2 separate regions of the Gossypium hirsutum genome follow, and region 2 is linked to region 1. Evidence: chromatin contacts called from public Hi-C data. All regions are on one chromosome and are shown on one strand. The core of a region is the stretch at or near the end of the contact, and the rest is flanking DNA. Distances in the headings are between cores, read along the strand shown. Region 1 holds the start of LOC107913225 (SUMO-conjugating enzyme SCE1). Region 2 has its middle 15 kb from the start of LOC107913218.

Region 1 (6,936 bases), core at 2,822-5,321:
TTAAAACAAAAAATCTAAGTTATGACATTTAATCTCAAAGTATTGCATAAATTGATTCACAATTCAATCAGCTCGATGAGTTCAACTACCAGATCAACAAAAAATATTAAATAATAAACATTTGAACCATACAACTACTAAACTTTATCCTAATTTTTAATTTTTATTAAGTTTAACCAACCAATACAATCTAGTTGCAAACACACTACCTAGATAAAATCCAAATTTAGAGATTACCAAATTCATATATATATAAAAGAGTAGAGAACCTAAATACCAAGTTCATCCCTTACTAATAATTTTAAAATATTTCAATAATATTTGACAGTTAAACTGACCAACGTGCAGGCTATGAACACAAGTGAACCACATAAAAGGACAGGATCGTACAAATGCTAAACATTAATAGAAAGAAAATTGTAGGTACTTGGGATAGAACTCGTTTCATGTCATTGGCCTTGAAACAATTGGCAATTTCGAGTACTAAAAGCTATTGGCATATTTATTTGAGACATTGGTGGATGCTCTACTGAAACAAACACAGTCTGAATGAAAAGCAAGCCTCACTTTGGAGCTATCAGTCTAGTAGTATAAAATTAGAAACAACCATTAATCCGAATCCGATGAGAGTTGAAATACCAATGCTGGTTCATACAGTTTATATAGATTACCAAATACCCAAGGAAGCATATTTTCTCTTAGCAAAAGCCAAGTCTAGCATTATACATGAGGCAAGCAGCCAACCCAGCCGGCATTTACCAGCAATTTCATGGAAAGTCTTAGTTACTATTTTTTAATAACAGACTAGACCAGAGGTGGGTATTGCTTGGCTTGCTGGCGAACCCTTCTCTTATATTCATTAGCATCCTGCATATACCAAAACAAGATTATGTATGTCATTCTTTGATTTTGATTACCATAATCCAATACCTCATTCAATCATGTTTAAAACACCCAAATTTAATGAACTAAAAATACAGTTGCCCCTAATATCAGGAAGTTTTAAAGTCTTCGCAAAATCTCAACTTAAGAAAAATACCTGGATGAAGAGGTGATACCCTTCAGTTTGAGCAGGATCAGCAGGGTTTGGAGCATCCAGAAGATCTTGGATTCCAATAAGAATCTGCTTCACAGTTATGGCTGGTCTCCAACCCTATGTACAACATAAGAATGGCATGAAATTTCAGGTTGGATAGACTGAAATACAACTATTCAAGCACGTAACCATTATTGAAGAGAAGAAGATACGTACACTATCCTCATTTAGGATTGAAAGGCAAACAGTACCAGATGGATAAACATTTGGGTGGAAAAAGCCCTGGGGAAATTTACACTTTGGAGGCTTGCTGGGATAATCTTCACTGAAATGGAGCGTGAGCGGGAAGTAGCCACCCTCCCAATCAGTCTGTAACATAGATGATGCAAGGAGTTAAGCTATCCAAACATTAAAAGAAACACAGCTACAACTATTCAAACATGCACACTTTCTTTAAATACTCCTCTCTATATATTGACACAACACTCTCATGAGTCCTTTTAATCATATATTTGACTTTCTAAACATGATTTTTTAAGAAAAAGAAGCATTTTGACGACTTTAATAAATGCTCCAGATAAAATTACAAGCATCCAGACATCACACCTTCAAGCTTGTCCATATAAAGAACAAAAACTCAGATCTGAATAGTAAGGACAGATAGATAAAACGAGTTGGGCAAAAATAATATCAAGAGGAATTGAATAAAAGTTGCATACATCATTCAAGAAATTAATATACAAGGCGAATAAGGAAACCGACAACCAAAATTTCAGAGGTGCAATATCATTACAAGATCAAAACCAATACCACAAAGCTGTCACTCTTCAAGTTAAATAACAACCACCAATGCTGCAAAGAAAATCTAAAACTTGCAGCACAAACTTGTTAGCGCTCAATCTGTCTGCAACATATAAATAGTCAAAAACCTCAAGACTTAAAATTCTAGAAAAGGCTGTTTGAAGTGCCATGCTACTTGTTGAAATTGTTGATGCCTTACGAAGCAAGCAGTGAGCTACTAAATCCCAAAATCTTTCTCCTGGTAATATCTAGAAATAACCATGCTTTAAATGGTGATCCGCTTTCCAAGGTTAAGAGACAATAAAAATACATATTTTTATCACCACCAGATGAATTTTAGGAAAATATAATAATGGTCAATAACGCAAATGAATCTACATTAACACAGAATAACAATGATGAATGCAACCTAATTCTAACCAACACCCCACACCAGGTTAATTACTGAATAACTAACAAAGGACAAGAACTTCGATCTATGTTGGTGAACCACCAAATAAAAACAGCCAAAAATGATAGACAAAATGGACTGTCATGATATGCAATTCATGTTAAAACATGCCTCTGTGTGCCTGTGTACTAAAGCAAAGAAAAGAGAAAGAGAAAGCTAGAGCTTCAGCAACCATTAGAACTCCTGAAACAGAAAGGAAGGAGAAATGTAAGAACAGCTGAGATACTCATAACAGCTTCAGACAAGAGGGAAGTGCAGAGGAATTAAAACTGATAGCAATTAGTTTAAAGCACCTAATGATAACAGAACTCTTGTCTAGGGGCCACGAATGCCACATAACCATTCTATAACCCATTAAAATGAGGATAACAGTACCAAGTTGTGAGAATCTGAGAAACAACAACTAATATATTGCCAGGCTTCGAGTCCACAAGTCCTTGTTCACAACATGATTGATAAAATCATGTAAAGCTGACTAGTATAGAAAATCTACATACAGTAACATACTGACCATCAATAGACGATTGTTTAAATATAACGAAAACTTACTTTCTAAAAGCCTAAAATCCATTATTCCTTCCCCTTTCTATGTACCCAAAAGAAAAAGAAAAACAATATTAAATTGTCAGCACACAGACTTCAATATCCATCCATGTTTACCATCAATCACCATTTTCCTAAAATCCTCGGGAAAAAACAAAAAAGAAAATAACATATTATGTAACCCACAAATATATGAAAAACTTGTTTAGGCTCGGCATTCTGAATGCGAGCTAGTCATACAAACCACGCATATACCATATGCACCATAATAGAAAGAAATATTCCTATTATCCTATATGGAAAACACAGGACTCAATTTAATCCGGAATTATCAATATCTTTGCTAGTCCATGTTTTAACCCAATAAAATCACATAAAACTTGGGTTCATTTACATCAATCAGCAGCGCCCTCTCTCTTTAAAGGAAAAAAACCTCTCTAAGATCAAAATGAAGATACGAACCCTAAAATCTTAAAATCTATAAACAGCACAACAGCATCCACGTCCAAAGAAATAAGAGAAAATAATTGACGAACCAAACTCAACAAGCAGAATCCATTAAACTTTACCGACGATAATGAAAAAGAAAAATACAGAAATTAAATAGAAGTTCTTCGACTTACTCCTGCTTTACCAGGGATCGTGCAATGCCACACCATCAAATTGACCGTTCCATCAGGCAACGTCTCTGGTTTCGCAACAAAACCCTAAAATTTCAACAACAAAAAAATCAAACAAATAATAAAAAATTTAAAACATGAAACCCAGAAAAAAATAAACAAGAACAGGGAAACAAACTCCACGGACATGGGGATGGTTCTTCCTCCATGCCTTACGTTCCTCGGCGAGTCGACCACGCGCTATTCCTCCCGACATCTCTCTCTCTGTCTCTCTCTCTGTGTCTTGTCTTTCACTCCGGCCTTCTCTTTCTCTCTCTAAAACCCTCACCCAAATGTTCTCTCTTCTCCTTTCTTAAATAATTGTTTTTTTGTTTGTTTAATTTTAATAATAAATAAAATTATATTAAAAACAAAAAAAAAAAAAAAAAAGAAAAGGGGCGTTGATGGAATCGACTTTTCCATTTTCAATTTCTCTTGGTCGTCTAAAATAAAAATAAAATAATAAAATATTAATTATTTTGGTCTTCCGGTTGTGCCCTTGATGAAGAGAGGAGTCGTTGCGCCGAGTTGACCGAGAGAGAAACATACGGTAAAGATTTGATCTGGTGGGGGTGGGTCCCAATCCCAAGGGGTACCTTCGTTCCTTTTAGATATATGTAGATTTAGGTTGGATTAATTAATCTTTGGCTTTAAAAAGATTAAATACAAAAAAGTCAATGAATTAGCTGTTGAATTATATTCCGGCGTGAAATCCACGCCACTATACTCCTCACCAGTCACGTGCCTTCTTTTATTGGGCCATGCTTAGAGCTTGAGCCCATTATTGGATCCATTAAAGCCCGAGGTTGTTTCAAATTTCAATTGCCAACCACTTAATTGAGTGTTGTGATTATCAACAACCTCATTTAATTATTAAAAATGTTTTAATCTTGACTTGTTGAACGCAAATACCCTTTTTTTAGGATTATATATATTTAACTCTCATTTAATTGGTTGATGTTGGTATTTGAATTTCAATTTATAACTATGCTCTAATCTACTTAGAATATAATGGTGTAATTTCATTTTATGATATCTTTAAAAATATAAAAAAATATTTGTATGTCCAAATAAATGTCTAAATTCAAATGAATTTGGATATTGTTTGTCTAAATTCATTGTAAATGTGTTCTTTTTTAATATATTTTTTTAAATTTTAAAAATGTGATATTTTTAGAAAAAAAGTTCAAGTATTCTTTAGAATTTGTTAAATTTTTTGTGACATTTTTAGAATTATTTTGAAAAATCTCATGTATTTTTAGAAAATTTTAGAATTTCTTTACACTTTTCTAGATAATTTTGTATCTTCAAAAAAGTTTATTCTATATTCAATAAAGTATAAAATTTCACATAAATTTTTCGCGGATCTCTCGCTCTTTTTTATGCATTAAATAGATCATTTATTTGTTGTTTACACGCTTTTTTCTTTGTTTTTGTTTCAATAATTATGGGGTTTGCTTGAAAAATTTCTGGTTTCATCATGTTCTCGGCCTTTTTCTTTTTCTTTTTTGTTGAAAATATTTTATTGAGAGAACATTTTTAGTTGTCACTCTTTATATATTATTATATCATTATCTTTTTAGTAGTTGGTATAATTATTATAAACCTCGAGGTTTTGTTAACTATTGGCCTATTAGTAGTTGGTATAATCATTTTTAAAAAAGAATAAAAATATATAAATTTACTAAGAAAACTCATCCAAATTTAAACAATATGATACTTATGTTGATCTAAATCTAGATATCAATTTGTCTAAATTTATTCTAGAAGTGAAATAATATATTTTTATATTTTTTATTTTTTATTAATGCTTGTCACGTATCATAATGTTAAGCTATCACATGTCTATTATTAATTGTCAATGCCACACATCCGCATTGTAACAACATTACAACAGAAGTACATGTGTAATGAATTTCAAGTTCAAGTGCCAATTACATCCATAAAAAAAATATTTGAAAAAGCTTTTAATTTGTAGTTGCTCTAATTTAATATTTAAATTATTGTTATAACAAAACGGCTTATGACAAAGTGAAGTAATAAGCAAAGTCTAAGAGAATTAAGATCAACCCACAATATCAATTAAGATAGTTCGGATTCATCAATTCTACTTTATAAAGCCTTGCTCAGAGAATGATTATATTTACTAATTAAATTTAATTACCTATTTGCTTAAAACCAATTTACCCTTATAAAAATGGATAATTGCAGTTCAATATGAACTTAATTGTTATTTTCACTCTTCTAGATTATCCTCAACTGCAAAATCTTGAAAACTCTCTGAGTAATACTTCAAAAAAAATAGCCAAAAAATACACAATGAAGCAATAGAAAAAGACACTCTAAAAACTATATCACAATGTGCGACTAACCTACTTATTTATACTTCTTCGAGAGTCATTCTAGTCAAAATCTGATAAGATTTTATCTTCAATTTAATAGCTAATTTTAACAAATAGCTTATTTTGAATACTTATCTCATAAACCTTTTCGTAGTACAACTTCCCAATAGCTTCAAACTTTCTTAAAGTATAAGGATCAAGTTTTTCAACAACATGAAACTGTAACACCTCGAATCTGTCTCAATCATCGAATTATGGTTATGGAGCATTACGATACAAAACAAAACCTTTAACTTCAAAACAAAAGTAATAATTCAATTTATGTATAAATTCCAACATCTCATTTTAATCATAGTAACATACACATTTGGGCCTTAAATCGAGCCTTCGGGGCCCTAAAAATAATTTGCAAACAACCAGGGATCAATTTGAAATAAATCAAAAAATTTTGAAAAAACATGAAAATTTTGGAAACATGGGTCACACGGTCGTGTGACATAGTCCAAACAGTGTGGACATTCGAAGTCTGGACACACGACCGTGTCCCAACCTGTGTATCCACCCATGTGGTTATTCGAAATATGGTCACATGGTCGTGTCGCAAACCGTGTGCTCAACCATGTGTATATTCGAAGTTAGGTCACACGACTATGTCTCAAACCGTGTGAAACTTGCACTTAAAAATAATATAGAAACACGACCGTGTCACAACCCATGTCTTAGGTCGTGTGTCCGAAATTAGCCCCTAAAACAAGCCATTACAACTCTCATTCTTGCCTAACAAGGTACACTATTTGCACATACATTTCTATGATCAAAACACTCTTTAAACTCATTCAATATATACAAAATCAAGCAACCTATAAATTCTAACCAATATGCTAATCAAAGGCCCCTCAATCATAACAATTCCATACATTCAAAGCTACATTATCACCTAAACATCATTATCATATACATATATTATGAAACCGCTCCAAACATATATGAATAAGTCACAATTCTATAATGCATTTAAAAGTGACCCAAAGACATAACATACATATACATTTACAAGCCAAAACAAAACATGTACCAACCAAACTAAAGTCTTATATACAACTA
Region 2 (6,936 bases), core at 1,418-3,917, 150 kb after region 1:
TTTATCCATTTCCATTAATTGCATTAACGGGAGGTGACATGGCAGTTGAAACTTTAATGTAATAAATTTATCCCTTAATTTTTACATATTATATTGATTTAGTCAATTGTTTTAAAAGTTAACCTTAAGAAATTTACAAATGATCTTAATTTGATCCTAATTCTAAAAAATTTAAAGAAATATATAAAAATACATAAATATTTTCAAAACAACAATGATAAATTTTAGAAAATATAAAAATAAAAAATATTGTTGAAAAAAATAATATATAAAATTTTAAAATATAAAAAACACACAAATAATTTTTAAAAAACAATAATTTTGAATTTTATATTAATATTAAATAAAAATAATTATTTTTATTTTTATTTTTATTTTAAAAAACCCAAACCCCCTCCGCCTCCATCTCTCACATTTTGGATAATTTAATTTTAATATATACATTTTGTATATATTTTAATTTTAAATAATAATTTTGGATAATTTTAATTTTGTTCAGTTCTTTTTTTTTGGTTTGTTCATATCTTTATGGTATACTGCAATTGACTGGCTAATCATGTAATTGCAGAAAGTGCTAGACTGCTTGATGGGCTGAGACTACCATAAGAAGATTGCCACACGGAATGAATCAAACTCACTAGAACGTTCAGCATCATATCATGTGTTTTTCTTGCCGCATGCTTCTTTCCTTGCCAATAAACACGGGGGACGGTGGTCGGGGGGTTTAATTTAATATAAATATAAATATAAATCTAATTTCAAAGTCAACTAAAGGTGATTTTGGATGGGCGATGCGTTTACCCGCGGTTAGTATAAAAACAGCGGTGGCGGTGAAATTAGACACTATAGCGATACTGTAGCGTGAGACAAAAAGTAAACTAAACGCACCGCATCGCACTTAATCGTCCATCCAAACCCACCCTAAGAAATAAAAGTAGTAGTTGCACTTGTAAGCACTTCACATGCACCAATAGGTCGACCAAGCTAGTTTACACTTGAATTTGACTAGAAAAAGATAAATGATGATAAACATAATACAGAAATAGAAAAAATATTATCAAGGTCTCTATTTTAAGAGTTAAATTTTATTTTATCTCTTCTATTTAAAAAAGAGATAAATTAATTTCTATATGTTAAATAAAAAATTAAATCGATTCTTTTAGTTAAAAATTAGTATGATTGACGGAATAACTAGACAATGACACAAAATGTATCATTTGTACATCATACTGATATATCAATTTTTTGAATAAAAAAAGACAAAATTACAAATCATTTTTAGGATGATTTTTTGAAGAGATACACTAACACTGCTCAATTGATCATTTTTAGTAACATAGACTAGTGGGGTTTAAATAATAAAAACAAATCATTCTTTTATATTCAATTGGTTAGGATGAGTACAACATTTATTTAACAAATTTCACTTCAAGAAATTATCATTAACGGTCAGGTCAAATTATTATCTCATCAATTTTTTAATAAATAGATTTGATCCTTACGTTCATTCAATCACATCAATTTCACCATCTGTATAGCTTCCTACCAATTTATTCCATTCTGCTTGGTATGTTGGATTCAACATCAAAAAATATTTACATTTGATTTTATCTTTTATAAAAAAGTTTTACTTAATACGAAAGAAACAAAAATATATAAAAAAATTATTTATATTATAGGTTCTGATCATATTAAATTATAAGATGTAATGTTTAGAACTACTCATAGCTAGAGCTAATTCATATCTGTTATTTTTGATGCAATGTTTAAAACTATTCATAGCTAGAATTGATTTTGGGCCGAGTCAGGTCTCAACCAAATTTTAAGGTTATTTTTAGGCCTAGACTCGGTCCGACCCAAAAAATAGACTTAAAACTTTGTCTAGGCCCGACCCGAATTATAGAAGCCAAACCTTAGCCCGTATTAATTTTTTTAAATTATTTTATTATATACAACAAATTTTAAAAAATATATAATATATCAAAAACACTTAAAAAATTTAAAACAAATATTAAAACAACAAACAAATTGAAAATACATAAAAAAATACTTATACTAAGATAGTTGTAATAGAAATAGTAGCAAGATTACCAATACAACATAAGTCCTACAATATTCAAATGATATTAAAAATGACACCGAAATGAAATTAAAAACAACAACGTAACAATAGTAAAAACGCACAAAAAAACAACACCCAAACAACAAAAAAACAAAAAAAATAAAAGCAAAAATAGCACCAAAAATGATAGAAATTTTTTATTAAAAATAGTTATTTTATTTAGGCCCGAACTAAAAAAAATTTTATCCAAGGCCTGACCCATTTAGAAAATGGATATTATTTTTTGTTTAAACCTAATTTTAAATTTATCTAAACCTTCTAATTTTTCAAATCGGACAACCTAGTCCATAATCAGTCTACCTATAAATCCTCTCTAATCTATAAATTGTCTATTATCTATAATCTCCAATCCTTGAATTACGCATATTCACTTATTTTTTAAAATTATTGTAATAATAATATAATTTTAAATAGAAATGGGAAATAAAATTATGATTAGATATGGGAAGTTTGTGTCCGTGATTGAAGAAAATATAATTGAGGTTGAACAGAGGCACGTGGGGATATATAGACAAAGAACAGGAGTGCGGCTTCCATGAAGCAGAGCCGACTGCCAAAAGTCAAAGACGGAAAGGCAGCATCGACCAAAGCCAAAGAGAAGGCGTGCTCCTTTCACCTGCCCAATTTCTTGACTTTCTCATCCACACATTTCTTAATTCTAATATATTTTAGTATCAAAATTTGATTTTGTTTCCCTTATAAATATAAATTTAAACTCCATAGGATAGTTTGATGGTTAAACGTATTCATTATTTTAGATGTGATTTGAATTTGAGTCATATTAATCAAGCTCGATCTTATTGTAATTCACCAAAAACAGAAGAGTTAATCAAAATTCGTAAACATAAAGAGTGGCCATGAATCTGGATTTGATTGATGTGTATATAATATCCTATTGCAAATGGATCAGCAAAGATTTAAAATGTGTAGTTTTGGTTTGAAATGTCGAAAGAAAGAGAGTAGGATAGTTTGGACTTTTAGAAACAAAAGTTGGAATTAGAGTGAAAAAAGGAAGAATTCAAGAACTTTCAGTTAAAGTTAGGTGGATGTTTCAAATGCAAATCGAATAAAATACCTTGATTGCTTCTTCTAACTTAGAACCAAAGACGAGGTCACCATTTTTTCATAATAAAAAAAACAACACATAATAATAAACCACTAATACATCTCCTTATACTATATTTGCTATAAAACAATTAAGTTACACAAATTTGGGGATAGACTTTGGTGGTGATTTACATAGTTGAAAGCTATTAAAATGGAGGTTTAGGAGTGTAGTGATGGCTATGGTTGATTTCTTTTTTTCCGTTTTTCTCACCATTTCTCTTGATATTTATATAAGAATAAGGGTTTGGAGTGTGTTCCTCGTTACATGAGTGCTTCTTTAGTAGAGTTCAATTTAGACTTAGATTAGAGTATGATCTAAATGCATTGCGATATAAAGTTGGCGTGCTTGGCAAGTTGGAAAAAATTAATGAAATTGGATCTAACATCAGGGGCGGAGCCAAGGGGGCTGGTAGGGGGTCCAGTCTCCCCTAAAATAAAAAAATTTTCATTTAAGCCCCTTTATGATTTATAAAATTTTAAATTGATAATGGTAAAATTGTACTTAGACCCCTCCAAAAATGGTAAAAATTTAATTTAATCCTTTTAAAATTATAAAGATATATACTATTAAAATGGTGAAATTACATTTTTTACTATTGTAAAAATATATAATTTAATTCTGATCCCCTAAAATTATTTTTGACTTCGCCCCTACTAACAGTTGTCCTTGATGGCATTATAGTGATGTCTATTATAGTGTAGGGTGTTAAGGTACGTGGTATAACAATCCATATTGATTTATAAATGTTAAACCTTAAATCTAAATTTTAATTATTCAAATAAAAAATTTAAATGAAAAATATTTTTCAAAATAAATCACTTTAAGTTAATAAATTTTAAAATTTTAAAATCCAAATTCAAATACAAATTTAACTTTTTAAGTGATAAAAAAAAGGTTGTATGCAATAATATTGTAATTTCATTTGTAAAATTATGAAAACAAAACATTATTATATAAAAAAACTTAAATATTAAAAACTCTCTTAAAACAATTAAAAATAATTAAGTTTCTAATATAAGATCACACTCATTTGCGGTGTTTTAATTGAAAACTAACAATCAATTAAGCCTTTAAACGTATGTTACCATTGAAGCTCCAACAAAAGATACATGGCAGATGAGGATGACTTTTTATTGGGGACTTAATTGACTTTTCAATTATTTTATGAGGTTTTTTTTTAAATATCTAAGTTAAAAATTATTTAAAAATATAAAAATTATTTTAAATTTAAGCTATATATCAATTTTTTTAATATTATAAAAAATTACACTAATTTCTAAAAAAAAATTGTGAAAATTTTCAAAACATTCTAATTTTTCAAATGCGAAGAAAATTCCAAAATGTTCTAAAATTTCTAAAATAAAAATGAAAAACTTTTAAAAATAAAATTAAAAAACCAATCAATAATAAAACCTTTATGAGAATTTCATTAAACTATGCATGAAAAAAATCTTAACTTTTTTCTAAGAACTAAACTGCTCCTTTCTTTGGAGAGCACTCTCGAAAATTTGGCCCTTCCTCTGTGAGAACACTCTCTCGTCTGTAGGTAATGGTAATACCATAAAGTGTTGGAAGGACAATTGAATTCGTGAAGTTGGACCTTGGATAAATCTTATTCCGTCAGAAATAACCTTGATGAAGATTGTTTCCTCCACAATATGGTAATTGAGGAGGGCTTGTGGAACTTAGATTTATTTCGGGTTAGGTTGTCGAATGAGATTATAAGCCTTATTATTAGCATTCCTCCCCCACACCCTTGCATTGGGTTGGATAAAGTCACTTGGACAGGAACTTCAACAGGATCTTTCACTATCAAGAGTGCTTATAAGCAGATTAAAGGAAACTTGTGGAATTTGAGAGATGAAACTTGGAATATACCGTGGCAGTATCAAGGGCCGCTGAGGGTTCAGATGTTTATTTGGTTAGTTCTTAAGCATCGTTTACTCACGCAAGTGGAGAGGCTTAAGCGCAGTTTAACAAACGATGATCATTACATGATCTGTAGAGCAATTCCGGAGGATACCATCCATGCGATCAGAGACTGTAGGGCAGCAAAAGCGGTCTGGTCGCTTATTGTTCCAATAGAGAAGTAAGCCTGGTTTTTGCCGGGACTCTGTAGGAGTGGCTCATGTCTAATTTGCAAAATAACCAAAAACTCGCCTCCGATGAGGTAGTTTGGTCAACTTTATTCAACCTTGTCATGTGGTGCATTTGGAAGAATAGGAATATTATTATTTTTCAGGGAGTGTCATGGAGCATTAAAGAGATCTTCAAAGTTTTGTACAGCTGTGCAAAACAATACACTTCCATGCCCAAAGAAAATTATAATGTGAAACAAAAGGTGAGAGCAGAGACTATTTCGACAGACAGTTGGATGAAATTAAGAATTGATGGTTCTGTCAAAACAAATTCAGGCCATGCTACTATAGGAGGGACTTTGAGAGACAACCACGAAGATTGAATCATCGGGTTTTGTTGACAGGTAGGGAAATGTTCAATACTTGATGTTGAATTATTTCCATCTCTTGAAGGATAAAAAAAATGGGAACTTAAATTCATCCCTAGAGAAAAAAACACTGAAGCAATTCGAATAGCTAAAACAACCCTTAATAGGGAAGAAAGGTTGCATGTGTATACAAATAATCCCTTTAGTATAACTTAACTAGTTGTATCTTTTCTTTTCTGTCACAAAGAAAAAAAAAAAAAACATGCTTTGAGACCATAAATATGAGGATTCCTCGTTGTATTGAATCATTTGATTGTGGTTTTAAAAAATAAATAAGGATTAAATTAGTGCACAAGTCAGAACACTTAAAAAAGCTTTCAAAAATAATTTAGTTAGACTATTTTTATTAGTTTTTTAAATGTTTACATCTTTTCCCACTCAATTAGAGTTTTATAATTTTTCATAATTTTTATATACTTTTAATTATTTTAATAAATTAGAGTTTGATTATTATTTTGATGATATTTTATTTTTATTTTTAATTCTTTTATTTATAAAATTAAATAATTATTGAAAATATCATTAATTAAAATAAAAATAATAGTATGCTTATAAAAATAATTATTTGATACGTTAAGAGTGAAAAAAGTTAAAAAAAATCATATTATCTTTAATTAATAATTAAAAATAAATAAATAGAACACATGATGTTTTTATAATTTCATTAGCGGTTGCGCTTGTTTGGGGTAAGGAAATCTAAGAATGAGATGGGCCCAAAAGATTGGGCCAAAGTTTTATGTAGCCACCATCCAAACATTGAACATTTCTTAAACAAGAAGCAAGTAGAAAAATTTAGGCATTGTGGTAAGTTTTAGAATGTTGGGTGTTGAGGAGATATTAGTTTTAAATCTAATTTAAGGTTTAGTTTGATTATAACACAGTTTATGACTTTGTAATTTGTCTTTATTCAAGTAGATTATAACACACAACTACTAACATGCTTGCGCTTCGCTCTAAATTACATATTTATTTACCATCAACTAATATTTACTTCTTAATTTTACCCATTTCTTTTCATATTGGATCTTCTTTTTCTTTTTTTTTGTTTACCTTAATTTCAAAATTTGATAATTTCTTTTTTATAATTTTGTCACTCTAAAGTTATGCCACATCACCACCTAAATTTTCTTTTATAATTTTTTTTACACAGAAAGAGAAATAGTGGTAGACAAAGCTCAATTTGACTAAAAAAACTCAAAT

The links. Hi-C and Micro-C count contacts between places; a contact is called where the count stands out from the background.
Region 2: a Hi-C map of leaf shows a contact between it and region 1, with 2.5 times the contacts expected there. The contact joins the enhancer-like site here to the promoter of LOC107913225 in region 1. A contact is called at or near these places in 2 of 34 Hi-C or Micro-C datasets (both in leaf).

Annotation. Positions count from the first base shown.
Region 1 is chrD11:26,200,072-26,207,007 of Gossypium_hirsutum_v2.1, forward strand. LOC107913225 (SUMO-conjugating enzyme SCE1) reads right to left here and starts at 4,072. Exons shown (of 5, transcript XM_016841746.2): 1 at 3,639-4,072; 2 at 3,455-3,538; 3 at 1,253-1,405; 4 at 1,040-1,153; 5 at 551-867. The coding sequence starts at 3,707. The coding sequence ends at 805.
Region 2 is chrD11:26,349,529-26,356,464 of Gossypium_hirsutum_v2.1, forward strand. No RefSeq gene overlaps it. Among protein-coding and RNA genes, the nearest start is that of LOC107913218, 15 kb to the left of the region's middle. Within about 2 kb of position 2,668, at least 3 of the 9 cell types and tissues checked have an H3K27ac peak or open chromatin away from gene starts, as enhancers often do. A contact at or near this core is called in leaf, where this site is marked.